2 separate regions of the Mus musculus genome follow, and region 2 is linked to region 1. A link is a contact called in public Micro-C data. All regions are on one chromosome and are shown on one strand. The core of a region is the stretch at or near the end of the contact, and the rest is flanking DNA. Distances in the headings are between cores, read along the strand shown. Region 1 overlaps Hivep3 (human immunodeficiency virus type I enhancer binding protein 3). Region 2 overlaps Gm36134 (a long non-coding RNA gene).

What was found. Hi-C and Micro-C count contacts between places; a contact is called where the count stands out from the background.
Region 2: a Micro-C map of muscle stem cells shows a contact between it and region 1, with 5 times the contacts expected there. The contact joins two enhancer-like sites. A contact is called at or near these places in 33 of 484 Hi-C or Micro-C datasets (the C2C12 cell line, the C3H10T1/2 cell line, the HL-1 cell line and 20 more).

The regions. Positions count from the first base shown.
Region 1 is chr4:120,127,408-120,131,134 of GRCm38.p6, reverse strand. It overlaps Hivep3 (human immunodeficiency virus type I enhancer binding protein 3), which reads right to left. Exons shown (of 9, transcript NM_010657.3): 7 at 2,773-2,859. Among named protein-coding and RNA genes, the nearest start is that of Edn2, 32 kb to the left of the region's middle. Within about 2 kb of position 1,429, at least 44 of the 459 cell types and tissues checked have an H3K27ac peak or open chromatin away from gene starts, as enhancers often do. A contact at or near this core is called in the C2C12 cell line, cerebellum, cerebral cortex and 1 more, where this site is marked.
Region 2 is chr4:120,223,107-120,226,796 of GRCm38.p6, reverse strand. The region is part of intron 1 of Gm36134 (a long non-coding RNA gene); the gene reads left to right. Among named protein-coding and RNA genes, the nearest start is that of Gm36013, 34 kb to the right of the region's middle. Within about 2 kb of position 1,431, at least 63 of the 459 cell types and tissues checked have an H3K27ac peak or open chromatin away from gene starts, as enhancers often do. A contact at or near this core is called in the C2C12 cell line, cerebellum, cerebral cortex and 1 more, where this site is marked.

The DNA of each region.
Region 1 (3,727 bases), core at 180-2,679:
TAAAATGCAAACCAGATGCTAACATGACCAGGCTGGCCTACACAGCGGCTCTGGGCAGATGGCAGAGTTTAGCTTCTGTGAGTTGCTGGGCTAGGCTGGCCTCAGTCTTTAGGGCAGGCCTGACCCCTGCCATTCCTGCCCTGTGGAGCACTCTGAACGTCAGCTTCCGGGTCTGGATTCTTATGGAGTGGAGGTTTCCATCAGCTGGTGAGGCTGTGCCACCATCAGCAATGGAGACCGAGGCATCCCTGAAATGGTCAGCTGTCCACAATCTGGGGGATGACCTGGAGAGTTTGTGCTCTGTTGGCCCATCACTAGACTGCTGTGACATGACCAGTTTGAACTGGTTCCAGGTGGCCTAATGTGTCCACTATCCCTATCGCTCGCCCGGGCACCAATATTCCATTTTCTCCTGGTCAGGAAAGATAGTCCCCGAGCCCTGGCTCTCCACCATGCCCAGGAGGGCCAGAAACAGTGATGCTAACACCTCCATGGTCAGGTACCAAAGTGGATAACGTGAACATTCACTAGGAAAGAGAGAGAAAATTGTGTGTAGAGAAGGAGTTGTCAGGCAGAGGGAGGTTCCAAGGGCAGAGTTTGGGCAGATGGGAGCGAAGAGACGAGGCCTCGAGGGGAATGGGTGATGGGAGACATAACAGACAGGGGATGGAGGGAGGGGCAAAGCCCTGCATCAGCTCATTCTGCTGACCTAGGACTTTGGCAGGAGCCCTGACTGCAGGCCTCAGGTTTTACTCAGCCCTGGCCCTCACTCACATAGTGAAACCCAAGCGTGGAGAAGGCCACGGCCTGCCCCACAATCATCCAGCTATCTCCTGGCCTAGTCAGAACTAAGGTTCATAGTCCTCACGTCTCACACTACAGTTCAAAATGGCATTATGCTTTGAGAAGCAGATGCAGCCACGAATCCCCACCCTGCCCTCCTCTTGCTGGGTGACAATGGCTGGTTTATGTCCTTTTGTGTCTGCTACCATCTCCTCTGTCTGTGTCTCCCCCTCCCATAGGCAGGTGGCCAGGGTGGCACTGTTAGCATCTGCACATGAAGGCTGAAGCAGGGTCCTGACTGGGGAGGGAGTTGGGGCCAGCATCTCCTGACATCCATCAAGACAGGCCCCAAAGCCCTTCTTTACTGAGGAGAAAGTGAAGGCCCCCTGTATGAGTCCCAGTGTGGCGGGGATGATGGAAGAAGCCCTCTCCAGACCACACTACTTCAGGCACTCCACATCTGATTCCTGCAGGCATCTAAAGGGTTCCCCTGCCTGCTCAGCACCCCCCCCCCCTTTCCTGATATTCCATATGGGCCTTTTTCTGCCTTTAGTGCTTTCAAATCTAGTGGAAGGCACTGGACAGAACCTTCTGGGTGCAGTTTCTAAGACTGGCCACAGGGTGGCAGTGGCTGACAACCCATTCCTTAGCAGTGTGCTGGAGCTAGGGCATCCTGGCTTGGTGCTCTTCAGGGCAGTTCCTGCTACCAACTCTATGTTTAGGATACCCAGATCCTAATGCCCGTCGCTGGGTCTGCCTTGGTGCATGAAGTAACAACTCCATCCTTCCAGTCTCTTAGGTTACAAAGCTTGGAGCCATCCCTGGCCCTTTCCCTCCCCTCCTCTGCCCTCTATGATGTAGCAGGACCATCTATGGGCTCAGTCTCTGAAAGCATCTGGAATCAGACCACTTCTCACCTGAACTGTGCTCATGTGTCTGGCCTAGATCACATCCCTACACCCCTGCTGGAGTTCTCCGCACACAGGCAGAGGACATATGTATCACTCCCATTATACTCAAGGATAGAGGATAGAGGTCAGCCAAGGCCCCCTGTCTTTCATGGTCCTTCATGGTCCCATGTCTGGGCTTATGTTACAGGGCCCTCGCCAGGACACCATCTATAGTAGCCTGGCATGCATTTTGACAACATGGGGGCCTCACATTATAATTTGTGAAGACAGTGCTTTGAGTGGATTGTTGTAAACATTGGTTTATTCAGTGTTAAAAGAAACATGATCTAACTCTTGTTAGATTGCTTCACAAACAGAAAATAAAAACCACAGCTTTCTCCTTTCTTCTCTGCCCCCCACCCCCCTGACCCACTCCCTTCTTCGTCTTGTCACACTAAGCCCTGACCCTGACTCCTGAGAATCTACAGCTAAGGTTTGTCATTCTATCTGCCGCAGCCCCTCTGGCCTCCCTCCTTACCCGTGTCCCCTGCCTTGTCTGCTATCAGTCTGCCTCTAGCTTGTTTCTGATGCTGGAGGACCATAGTCAGGTTGTAGTGATGTGTCAGGGCCGAGAAGGGATGGACCTACCCGATCTAGCTTTGCCTTTCTCAGTGACACTCGCAGTCCCACAGACCACATTGCAGGTTCCTATCAGAAGAGACTTCTAGTTAAGTGCCTGAAGATCTATCCAGGTCCCACTAAGACAACTCAAGGCACGTGTTTAGACTGTGCTTGGCACACACTGGGTGCGCCGAGTTCCCGTTGGGGCTGGCTTTCTGCTGGAACACTAGGTTATACTGAACTGCACAGTGACTGGCTCTGTGGCACTGGGGAGCATTTTATGAATTTAACATTTGCTGCTTCCCAGTTGTTCAGCAAACTAGAAGGGAGGACATAGAAGGGAAAGATGGTGGGAGGGAGAGAGAGGAAGGGGAACAGTAGTAGAAATGAGGGTGTCTGGAAAGGGGGAAGGTCAGGGGTAAGGGGGAGGGATGTGAAGTGGAGAGGGAGTTAGGGAAAGAGGAGGTTGGTACAGTACCTTCTTCGGCTTCCAGCTCCTCCAGCACCCCCGTCTCTTGGCACTTTTTGCTGTGGGCTTTCGACTTCATGTGCTTAGTCAGATTCCCTGGAAAGAAATGAGAACAGACTCATGGCCTGGTGGTAGGGGGAGGGCAATACACAGCTGCCAGGCCACAGCTCCTTACACAAGTGCCGAGGGCTGGGCAGGGGCCAAGGCCTCCTGTGCTCCAGCATGCAGCCAGACTATGCAACTGTAACTGCTACAGAAGGTCAAACACAGGAGCTGGGGCAGGGAGGGCATGCAGCTGGGGGGGAGGGGGCAGGGTACAGTGAGAACCAGAGATGCTGGTTAAAACACAGAGAAGTTGAAAGACCACTCAGGTGCATTTTTTTTCTTCTGCTTCTGTCTTATGTTTGGGCCCCGGGGCTGGTGGCACACTCAGATAAGATGATTTGCAATCTTAAATGCTGGAGTGACATGGGATTCTCATGACTAATACAGTAGCTGCGGGCTGAGAAGTTCTTCTGACCGAGTATACTACAATCAGGCCAATCCTTAGGGTCTAAGCAGAGAAAGCAGGGCATGGTTCCTTGCAGGAGCAGTGAGGTGAGCAGCAAGGGACATGAGCCCCACAGGCTCTGGGACGCAGGCTGGGACTGTCTTAGGGACAGCCCCCTCTCTGGGGCACAGTGCAGACAGAGGACTAGAGTGCTATGGGAATGGGTTGTCCAAGGCTCTGTGAAGCCCTGAGGTACTGCCCCAAGTTGTAGGCCTGGCCCCATAGGCTGGGGAACTGGAGCGATAGCTTCTGAGGCCAGGGTAACAACAACAGCAACAGTGATGTCAGGTTCTCCATGGTGCACACCTGTGACAGGCTGCAGGGTGAGGAGCTCTGTGGACAGCAGGTTCAGGGAGGAGAGGCTAAGCTCCCTGTCCTGTCCCCAGAGAACACAGACAGACGTCACAGGAAGTT
Region 2 (3,690 bases), core at 182-2,681, 96 kb before region 1:
GGTTATCTACAGAGGGGGACACATTTACTGACGGAGTGAGGAGACAAAGAGAGGGAGTGGAGAGGGAAGCATGGATCTCAGGGCTGGGAGTCGCATGGGTTCCACAGAAGTGGGCTGTTTTGTTTGTCTCATGCTTGGATCTTTGAAGTGGGTGGGAAACTTTGGGGAGCCAGGGTGGGTCCCAAAGACTCTGGCTATATAGAGGCTTCTCGACCTCCTGACTGGACAGGAAGGAAGTACCCTGCTTGGCATGTGTCAACATTGAAGGCCAGTTTCCAGAGGGCAGAATGGAAGTCAGTGGTCTGAGGGCGAGGGGGATGGGCGTTGAGAAGGTACAGCTAGGCAGAGTGCAGAGGCTGAGGGACTGCAGGTGGAGTGGAGACTTCTGGGACAGCAGTGCTTGACCTAAGTAAGGATCGAAACCCCTTTGGTGGGGGAGTTGAAAACTTAGACATTTACATTGTAACTCATACAGTAACAAAGTTACAGTTATGAAGTAGGAACAAATATAATTTTATGGCTGGAGGGTCACCACAGCATGAGGATATTAAAGGGTTGCAGCATTAGGAAGGCTGAGAAGCACTGCTCTGGGGTGAGGCCAGGCTGGGGCTGAGGTATGATGCGGGGGTGAGGAGATGTCTGTGGAGGACAGGCATGGGAGATACACAAAGGGCCTGTGGCTACTTCTCATGATTATTCCTACCCTAAACTACCCAGAGAAGGGCCTGAAAGAGCTGTAATCACGGTGTTGCTGTTAATGTTGTTGTCGTTGTTCCTTCTCCGAGCTTGTGAGTGCTGGTAAGGCCCCAGACCTGCTTTCCTCACTAATGCCAGAATGGAGGCCTAACCCACTGAATTCCTGTTTGCTGTGTGACCAGGGCAAACCCCTTGACCTCTCTGAGTTACTCTCTTCACTTGTAAAGTTCCTAAGAGGAATAGCTCCTTGGTTCAGATGCTTCTGTTGCTGAAGCCACCGTGTTGTCACCTTCTGAAAAGAGACAGTGTGGGTAATGGCTTTGGCTGGGGACAAGCATGAGTAGATTGTGCCCAACCTCAAGCTCCAACTCTGGCCTTGTCTCCTTTGTGCCCAGGTCCAGTACCAGGGGCAAGCCTTGTAGCTCTGCTCCTTGTGGGGTGAAGCTTGGTCGCCCTCTTGTGGCCACACCTGTTCTCACATGCTTCCTTGGGGGTGACTTCAGTTCCCCAATGCAGAGGGACACTTAACCTCTTACCCATTCCTGATCCTCAATGGCACAGAAGAGACATCAGAGGTTAGACAGACCTTTGGCTGTGCCTGGGGGGATAAGAGGTAGAGGCTCTCTGTTTATTCCTTCCTCTCCCCTCTCCTCAGGTTATCCTCCCCGAGGCTTCTCTTTCTGGCAAGGCACCTCAGGGCCGCCTTGGACCCAGCTTGCCCACTAGCTTTGTGGGTAGGCCCAGGAAATGAGCGGCTGGTGTGAGTAGGCGTTTGGCAGCACTGCCAGGCTCAGACTCTGCTGGGCTGCCGGCTGCCAGCTGGCAACTGGCAACTCTGCCACCCAGGTGGCCAGGGTCAGGCCTAGAGGTTGCCCCCTGCAGCCTCATACCTGGGAATCTGGGGCCTACATACCCTCCCTCCCAGAGATGTGTGTGTGTGTGTGTGTGTGTGTGTGTGTGTGTGTGTGTGTATCTGTACCTCATGTGACCACATGCTACTCTTCTGCAGGGGCTCCTGCTTCATCCATTCATTAATCAAACATAATTAGCATCCTTCCTATTAACAAGATGGTCACCGAAGAGCACCGGAACAGAGAAAGAATGTAGAATGGGTGCCCAGGGTATCACTGGCGCTCATAAGAACCAGCAGTAGGTTATCAGAGGCTTGTGGCATTTAAATGTTGTTTGAACAGGATGCAGAAGTTGTCAGGCCGAGCAAGTAGCGAATGGTGTAGGCTCTGTGCTGCCCCTCAGGTTCCTGAGGGCCGCTAGCCACTTACAGAGGAAGCGCCCAGAGAGGTATGTAACTCAGCCACAGCTACACAGTAACTAAATGACCCATGAGGGTCATTTAGACCCAGGCCTGATGCTACCATTTTAAACGGTTCTGTTCCTTTGGTCTCAGTGAAGTGAGGAGGCCAAGGCTCTATAGCTTTGAGGCCAGCTTACAAAGGGCAAGAAGTGGTTCAGTCTGGCCAGCATGGGATTCTGGAAAGTTCTCCTCGACCAACCCTTGGTAAGGCATGTGTTTTATGTGTGTACTCATATGTGTGTCTATGTGTGCAGCATATGGTATGTGTATGTGTGTTATTTCATGTATTTAGTGGCACGTGCATTTGTGTGTACATATATATGTGAACTGGTGTGTGTGTGTGTATGTGTGTATCTGCATATATGTATTTGTGTGTTTGTGATGTTTCTGGTAGAGGCAGGGGATATCCCAGCTAGTGAGACTGATAATGAGGACTCAGCAGTGGTCCTGAGTGATGGTGGTGGTATTCTAGCCTCAGGGGGCTGTTAGTTGAGGGGTAATGAATTCAGAGTTTGGCCAGGGCATGGGCTGGAGGTGCAGGGTGGGTGCAAGGTGAACGGGAGGTAGCATGTGGTGGACCTGGTGTGGGATATGGTCTCTAAGGTGGGAGAGAAGAATTGCCAGAGAGGCCAGGGAGTTCAGCCTTGGACTGGCACCGGCAGGGCTGCTACACACTGGGTGTTCCATGTCGCTCACTCAGAGTGACGCACACACACATAAGCATACACACCCAACTTCCCCCAGGGTGCCTGGCTAGCACCCAGCTCAACAGCTGACAGGGAAGGCTCAGGAAAGGCCTGGCAGGCAGTGGCTGCACACTGCTCCACCCAAGCCCCACCCAAACCCTAAGTCACAAGCCCTGGGTCTCGCCTTCAGGCCTGGGCACTTGGTGTCTCTAGGAGACTGGGGGCATGCTGGGTTCCGTCCTATCTACCTCTACCCAGGCTCCCTGGGGAATACCAGATAAACCCCAGGCACGATACCCCTCTTAATAGTGACCTTAAAACACACACTTCCCCCTTCCAGTATTGTGGCCCCTGCCCACAGCCTGGCATCTCTCTTCTAGGTCCCTCCCCACTGCAGAACAGAAAGTCAAGTGGATCCCATCTGTCTTTTAGAGAACTGAGGTCTCTAACCCCCAGCTGGTACCTTGCCTACTGAGTCTGTGAAGAAAGACATCATGAACATTCCTAGGCACACCCTGTCTGACTGCATAGCTTATCCAGGCTCCCTGGAGTCCCAGCTTCCTTACAGGTCCAGTGGGGCTAGACGGCCCCCACATGGCAGATCCAGGTTGGGTCAGTCCCTATGGTGGCCAATGGGTACACTCCTCTGAAGGTGAAGGCCTTCTCTCCTCCTGTCAGGGTTCACCTGTGGTATGGGGTCTCCTGTCAGAGGCTCTCTGGGTCCCCTCCTTCAGGGCCCCTCATTGGCAGGCTGCCAGCTGCTCTTCCAGGCTAATTAAGTTATTTTCAAGCAGATGTGCAGGGTAGATTAGTGAGCACTTGGCTGCAAAGCCATGATCGGTGCCAGTCCCCAGCCCCCGCCCTGGTGCCCAGCAGCCCCGGAAATGCCATTGAGTACAGGCCTCCTGGACGGGACATCTGCTGCACACTGGGGGTAACCATACTGCCACCTCTCTCCCATCCTAGAGCCTACTCCACGGCTCTCCCGGGTGTGAT